Linked DNA regions of Mus musculus: region 1 is linked to region 2. Evidence: chromatin contacts called from public HiChIP or PLAC-seq data. All regions are on one chromosome and are shown on one strand. Each heading gives the region's core, a stretch centred on a gene start, on an enhancer-like site or on the middle of the called end of the contact. The rest is flanking DNA. Distances are from core to core; before and after follow the strand shown.

The links. HiChIP or PLAC-seq counts read pairs in DNA pulled down with a chosen protein or histone mark.
Region 1: an H3K27ac HiChIP or PLAC-seq map of embryonic stem cells shows a contact between it and region 2, with 3 times the contacts expected there. The contact joins two enhancer-like sites. A contact is called at or near these places in 1 of 484 Hi-C or Micro-C datasets (cortical neurons), 2 of 115 datasets of contacts at active chromatin or transcription factors (both in embryonic stem cells) and 1 of 9 other capture datasets (embryonic stem cells).

What each region holds. Positions count from the first base shown.
Region 1 is chr6:66,457,103-66,461,055 of GRCm38.p6, forward strand. The region is part of intron 2 of 2610300M13Rik (a long non-coding RNA gene); the gene reads right to left. Among named protein-coding and RNA genes, the nearest start is that of 2610300M13Rik, 7.4 kb to the right of the region's middle. Within about 2 kb of position 1,334, at least 6 of the 459 cell types and tissues checked have an H3K27ac peak or open chromatin away from gene starts, as enhancers often do. A contact at or near this core is called in embryonic stem cells, where this site is marked.
Region 2 is chr6:65,795,283-65,799,135 of GRCm38.p6, forward strand. The region is part of intron 2 of Prdm5 (PR domain containing 5); the gene reads left to right. Among named protein-coding and RNA genes, the nearest start is that of Prdm5, 18 kb to the left of the region's middle. Within about 2 kb of position 1,554, at least 15 of the 459 cell types and tissues checked have an H3K27ac peak or open chromatin away from gene starts, as enhancers often do. A contact at or near this core is called in embryonic stem cells, where this site is marked.

The DNA.
Region 1 (3,953 bases), core at 84-2,583, 660 kb after region 2:
TAGTTTTACTATAAAAAAATTAAGTTGAGTCAAGTTAAAAACTTTATATGAGCATTTATTTATAAGTCCATTTGGTACTAAGTACATGATGTAAAAAACAAAAAGAAAAACCACGATGCTATATAGAGACAATCTATATACACATACTCATGTAAGATGTATGCTAATAAGCTAAGAATTTGAGCATTGTTGTTTGTTGGGAAAATATTTTTAGAATCATTGCAAAAGGGAAATGTTAAAGTAAATATATTGTTAGGTTGTGCAAAAAACAAAAGCAGACACATGTGGAACAATGGATTGTTGTAGGAGATTAATATGTTATCTACGAGGAAAATGGCCTTGGAGATAGTGAATGAAAAAAAGATGAAAGGAAAAGAAAAGAACATGAGTAATACTACAGTATTGAGAAAATGTTTATTGTAGATATAAGGGAGAAAGCAGACAGAAGAGATAAGAGTCCAAGCCGAGAATGGCTTTCAGACTAAACCAGACTACAAGAGGAGGAAGAGAGAGCAAGAGAAGAGCCAGCAACCAAGAGAGGTGGTCAGGGTCAAGAGACCAAAAGACCTGCATAGTCAAAATGGCTGAGTTATACAGGGATCAGGCTAGGGGAAGGCAAGTAGAAGCCCAGACCCTGGGAGGGAGATGGTTAGGGTAGTAGCTGGATGAGAACACTGAGTGAGCTTGCCCTGAATTTGAAACCTAATGGATTCCAAGCAGACATACTAGGCTTTAAGACCAATAGCAGCTCTCACTGGCAGCAGCTCTTCTAGGACTTGGCAATTTAGTCCTTGTGCCTCTGTGGGAATGAATCTCTTTCAGCTAAAATACCCCAATATTCATCAGCATGGAGGGGAAGAAATTAGATTTCTTTCTCCCCACAACTACTCATCCATTTTGGCCAAACTGTATATAGATGTGTTTTCCAGATTTCTGTTCCGCTATTTTTTAGTGATACAAGGAATCTGGGGTGGTATTCTTATTCACATAAGTGCTGGAAACAGCACAGCCTTGCAAGACCCCCTTGGCATGAAATTGTTTTTAAAATGACTTCTACTCTAAAATTTGATTTTCAATAGCTAAAAGAGCCCTTTATTACATAATTTGTATTCCGAGGGTGGGGAAGTTGTACAGGCTTTTTAAATTCAGCTGCTTGGGGTCAACCCAAGCCTTGGGCAAGGTAAGCAAGTGTTCTACCACTGAGCTACCTCCCAAGTCCTCTTTGTGGGGAAGAGGGGAGAGGTAAAGCAAGAGGAGGAGAGAAGCAGTCTCATGCCCTAAAGAAACTGCCTTTAAATGGCCTTGGGATGCCTTCACAGCAGCCTGGGAGTGTCTGTCTGGACTCTATGCTGGTTCAATCGCTTCATTTAAAACATAATAAAACTATGGCGAATGGAACTTAGTGACCCTGCTTCACAGTTTTTCCAAAGCAAGAAGAAAAAAAAAAAAGAAAGAAAGAAAGAAAGAGAATCGAGGGCTTTGACAAGTGAGTCCAAACTTTTTTTTTTTTTTTTTTTTTTTTTTTTTTCTTTTTTTTTTTTCCATTTTTTATTAGGTATTTAGCTCATTTACATTTCCAATGCTATACCAAAAGTCCCCCTTACCCACCCACCCCCACTCCCCTACCCACCCACTCCCCCCCTTTGGCCCTGGCGTTCCCCTGTACCGGGGCACACAAAGTCTGCGTGTCCAATGGGCCTCTCTTTCCAGTGATGGCCGACTAGGCCATCTTTTGATACATATGCAGCTAGAGTCAAGAGCTCAGGGGTACTGGTTAGTTCATAATGTTGTTCCACCTATAGGGTTGAAGATCCCTTTAGCTCCTTGGGTACTTTCTCTAGCTCCTCCATTGGGAGCCCTGTGATCCATCCATTAGCTGACTGTGAGCATCCACTTCTGTGTTTGCTAGGCCCCGGCATAGTCTCACAAGAGACAGCTACGTCTGGGTCCTTTCAGTAAAATCTTGCTAGTGTATGCAATGGTGTCAGCATTTGGAAGCTGATTATGGGGTGGATCCCTGGATATGGCAGTCTCTACATGGTCCATCCTTTCATCTCAGCTCCATACTTTGTTTCTGTAACTCCTTCCATGGGTGTTTTGTTCCCACTTCTAAGGAGGGGCCTAGTGTCCACACTTCAGTCTTCATTTTTCTTGAGTTTCATGTGTTTAGGAAATTGTATCTTATATCGTGGGTATCCTAGGTTTTGGGCTAGTATCCACTTATCAGTGAGTACATATTGTGTGAGTTCCTTTGTGATTGTGTTACCTCACTCAGGATGATGCTCTCCAGGTCCATCCATTTGGCTAGGAATTTCATAAATTCATTCTTTTTAATAGCTGAGTAGTACTCCATTGTGTAGATGTACCACATTTTCTGTATCCATTCCTCTGTTGAGGGGCATCTGGGTTCTTTCCAGTTTCTGGCTATTATAAATAAGGCTGCTATGAACATAGTGGAGCATGTGTCCTTCTTACCAGTTGGGGCTTCTTCTGGATATATGCCCAGGAGAGGTATTGCTGGATCCTCCGGTAGTACTATGTCCAATTTTCTGAGGAACCGCCAGACTGATTTCCAGAGTGGTTGTACAAGCCTGCAATCCCACCAACAATGGAGGAGTGTTCCTCTTTCTCCACATCCTCGCCAGCATCTGCTGTCACCTGAATTTTTGATCTTAGCCATTCTCACTGGTGTGAGGTGGAATCTCAGGGTTGTTTTGATTTGCATTTCCCTGATGATTAAGGATGTTGAACATTTTTTCAGGTGCTTCTCTGCCATTCGGTATTCCTCAGGTGAGAATTCTTTGTTCAGTTCTGAGCCCCATTTTTTAAGGGGGTTATTTGATTTTCTGAGGTCCACCTTCTTGAGTTCTTTATATATGTTGGATATTAGTCCCCTATCTGATTTAGGATAGGTAAAGATCCTTTCCCAGTCTGTTGGTGGTCTTTTTGTCTTATAGACAGTGTCTTTTGCCTTGCAGAAACTTTGGAGTTTCATTAGGTCCCATTTGTCAATTCTCGATCTTACAGCACAAGCCATTGCTGTTCTGTTCAGGAATTTTTCCCCTGTGCCCATATCTTCAAGGCTTTTCCCCACTTTCTCCTCTATAAGTTTCAGTGTCTCTGGTTTTATGTGAAGTTCCTTGATCCACTTAGATTTGACCTTAGTACAAGGAGATAAGTATGGATCGATTCGCATTCTTCTACATGATAACAACCAGTTGTGCCAGCACCAATTGTTGAAAATGCTGTCTTTCTTCCACTGGATGGTTTTGGCTCCCTTGTCGAAGATCAAGTGACCATAGGTGTGTGGGTTCATTTCTGGGTCTTCAATTCTATTCCATTGGTCCACTTGTCTGTCTCTATACCAGTACCATGCAGTTTTTATCACAATTGCTCTGTAGTAAAGCTTTAGGTCAGGCATGGTGATTCCACCAGAGGTTCTTTTATCCTTGAGAAGAGTTTTTGCTATCCTCGGTTTTTTGTTATTCCAGATGAATTTGCAAATTGCTCCTTCTAATTCGTTGAAGAATTGAGTTGGAATTTTAATGGGGATTGCATTGAATCTGTAGATTGCTTTTGGCAAGATAGCCATTTTTACAATGTTGGTCCTGCCAATCCATGAGCATGGGAGATCTTTCCATCTTCTGAGATCTTCTTTAATTTCTTTCTTCAGGGACTTGAAGTTTTTATCATACAGATCTTTCACTTCCTTCGTTAGAGTCACGCCGAGATATTTTATATTATTTGTGGCTATTGAGAAGGGTGTTGTTTCCCTAATTTCTTTCTCAGCCTGTTTATTCTTTGTGTAGAGAAAGGCCATTGACTTGTTTGAGTTAATTTTATATCCAGCTACTTCACCGAAGCTGTTTATCAGGTTTAGGAGTTCTCTGTTGGAATTTTTAGGGTCACTTATATATACTATCATATCATCTGCAAAAAGTGATATTTTGACT
Region 2 (3,853 bases), core at 304-2,803:
TTAGTTGGGCAGGCGATGAGGCATGTGTAGATGGCTTGAAAGTTATAAGTCAGAAAATGTATTTTTGTTTTGTAGGTTTCCTTTTGCGACAGAATCTCGTGCATCTCAGGCTGGCTTAGAACATATTAAAAGAGACTTATTTCAAAGTTTACATCATGCACTCACGGGACCTAAATGTGTAGAGGTGGTTTGATGAGAATGTCACCCATGGTACCAGATGTTTGAATATTTGGTCCCCAGTTGGTGCTACTGTTTGGGTGGGTTCCTTGCTGGAGGAAGTGTGTCATTTGGTGTGGGCTTTGAAGTTTTAAAAGCTATAGCCATTTCCAGTTCACTCTCTTTGCACCCTGTTTGCTGTTCCAGTGTCTGTGTCTGCCATCTGCTGCCAGCATTTCCTGCCATGGTGAACCCTTTTCCCTCTGGAACTGCAAGCCCCCCTAAACACTTCCTTCTGCAAATTGCTTTGGTCACGGTGTGATAGCACAGCAATAGAATAGTGACTAACATAGAGGTGAGGTCCATGGGCTCGAAGTTCAGATGAAGGCTAATGCTGTAGTCTTGAGGCAGATCTGCTTTTGGAAACCTGAGATTCTACTCTTAAACAAATAGACCAGTTAAGTAAGAGTTCCACTCTTTAAGTAATCTCTTTGATTTAAAGTGAACTTATTGTACAGAATGTCATGTTAGGGTTTGGTTCATTCACTTAATATGGCAACTTAGCTGGCTGACATATAAATTTATCACAGCATGTTGTCTGCAAGCAAAATATACATATATGCATCCCACTGTTACTGACACTGTTGGTGAGGAATGCAGTTAAATGAAAGAAGGATTCCAAAAGGTTTTTGCAACACAGGAGTGGGGAGCAAAACCTAGCAACAGCCTACACTGTAATTCAAGTGGAAAATGTTATTAATACTGTCTTATTTTAGCATGCTGTTTTAATTGCTTATTTTTATGAACCTAAAATGTTTTTATGGCTTATAACATGTTTCTGTAGGGTCTTAATTTTCTAAGCAGTTCATTCTTTTGCCATAACGTTTTCAGAAATTAAATGTGACAAATGAACTCCTTCCCCCCCCCCCGCCCCCCAAAAAAAAACCCATACAATATTTAACAAGTTGCTAATGGCTTTTGATATTTTTTGTTTGGAAACTTTTGTTATAAAACAATGTTTTATACAGGTAGGGCATTTTAAAGCAGATAGGGACTAATTTTACTCAGAAAAGAAAATTTTTGAGAAGCTATTGTAAGGGTCTATGATTGCTGAAGAATGACACCCTGGACTCAAGTAGTGTTCTATTCTGCAGAAGCCCAGCATCCTGGGGTTTCCCATTACCATGATAGACAAGCAAGTCAGCTTAAAGGCCTGGTTTAAAACGTACTAGGAGAATCTGTGGTAGGTGACCTTCATCTTACTCCATCTCTTTATTGGGGCATGAAGGTTGGAAACTGAGGTCTGGAAACTGTTGCTGAGGAAGTCTGGAAAGTGCTGCTGACCCATTGTTCTTGCCTCGGGCCAGGTGTGGGGCAGCTTCTGAGGCCTGGGCTTGCCTGGGCTTGCCCAGTCCTGAATTGCCCATTTGAAGCCTGTCATGGAGTCAGCCTCGCCTTCTCACTAAGTGCATGCCATGCTTCTGCTTTATATATGGTATTTTGGCAGCAGTTTGTTGGCTCCTATGGCCCTTTGATGTCTTCACTATTTTAGTTTCACACAGTAGCATCTCCACTGTTCTTACTCTGCTGCTTACAGAACTTTATGTACTTTTATTCTTGGTGATGTTAGAGTCCCATGATGACTGGTGTATTATCTTTATTTTACTTTGTACCTAATATTAATGCTTTGAATGAGTTACAGTTTGTAAGGTCTAAAGGATACAGCTACCTGTTTCAAGCTTAGCCCTTCTTCCAGAATATTTGCTGTATTTAGTCCTTTCTTTCCCTTCTTTTCCTTTCCTTCTCTCTTTATTATTATTAATTTATTTGTTGACAGTTTTTGGTCCTCTACTCTCATTTATCCCCCTTCTAAACCTGTTCTCCCTTCTCCCTCCAAGTTCCCATTCCACCTTTTTTAAAGTTTGGTCTGTTGCTATATATTGTAATGCTAAATTCTATACTTCAAGGTATTGGCCTAGGAGTATCTTCTATTGTTTACAAGCTTTTGTTGTGCAAACGTTGTTCCCTGATTTAAAACTATTGTTAAATAACATTGACTACAGCCAATTGTTGGAGGGATTAGCAGTAGTGAACCTGAAGGGAGAAGGAAGAACTAGAGAGGGAGAAAGCTGCAATCAGGGGAGCGGAACCATGAGGTCATGTCCAAGAGAAACAGCAAGTATCTGGGGTACACCTCTGGGGTGGTAGCCAGGCCTGCAGTTCCAGGAGTAGATTAGTAATTGTGACCCTTTAGTAATTGTCAAAGCCAAATAAAATAACCATAGTCTGAGTCTCATTTATTTGTGATCTAGTCAGGGACAAACTTGAATAGATTGTAATACATACCTTCATATGTTTACCCAGGGCTGCCTGTGTGGGAATGGGTCTTGGAACTATGCACTAAATAGCTAGCCAGTGGCTATATAACCTACACAATGACTTCTCTCACCTGACAGATCTTACCAACTATTAACTCTCCCAGATAGGCATCAGCCCATGCGCCTCTCTTCTATATATCACTGAATTTTGATGGGCTGTCTTGTGCAAACTCTATGCACTGTAGCTGCTGTGAATTCATGACTTCCACAGTCTTTACATACCCCTAGGGCAGAATTTCATTGCCCATTTCCCATCGGCTATATTCCTTCTGCTCCCTTTTACTGATGTGCCTTGGGAACTGATTTACATATCCCATATAAGGCTGAACATTCTGCAGTCATTTCTTTTTAGCTGTCTTGAACAGCTACAACTCTGCATTAACTGCTGTTCACTGCAAATACAAGTGTATTTGATTGAGCCTGGGATCTTCGTTAGTGTAGGGCATAAACCTAAGTACTTAGAAGGTATCTTGACATGTCCATTTAGTAAACAAAAGAAGTAGTTTCATCTCTAGTGCATGTAATCTCCCCAAATCTGAGTCTTTGACTAGCTTCATAGTACTGGTGTTGAATTACTTCCTGTGGAGCAGGCCACTGATCCAATCAGAAGTCAGTTGGTTATACCCATAACAGTTATGCCACTATAATAGCAATAGGCCCCGTTTGTTTGGGAAGTTGGTATTACAATATACTATGCTTAGAGCCGAGAAAGACCAGTGCTGCCTTCTCCCTAACAGCCACCACAGCAACTGCTGTCACCACGAAGTCTAACCAGCTGCAAGGCAGCTGCCAGTATAATTCCAGCCTTGTTTGCTGAACTGTGTAACCAACATGTATCAGCAGGCTCTTTTGGGAACCCATGAGACTTTCTCTCCAGTAACTCATATGGAGATATCCCACACTTGTCACTGGGATTAATAACACATGGCTTCTGAGATTGTCCTTATGTAGGCATGGATGGTACCCTGTTCAAACTCCACCTTTTCCCTTCCCTCCCCTTTCCTCCCTCTTTTCTTCTTTTGTCTTTTCTTTTTTCCCTTCTCTTCCCTCCTTTCCCTAACCCTCCCCTTCGCTTCCTTCTTATGTATTCTACCCTCCCATCTTTTCCTCTCCTTCATCTGATGTTCATTTATTGTCATCTGGTTTCTGCATCGTCCAGTTGTACGGTTGGCAGAGGGAATCAAGTTTGTCAGTGGTCAGTCTTCTGAGGGAATATTTAAAAACAAAACAAAACAAGCAATCAAACAAAAATACAGAGAACACCTTTTGAGTGCATAGATTTCCTGATCTCTCTGGTCTAATCGTCCCCATTATTATGG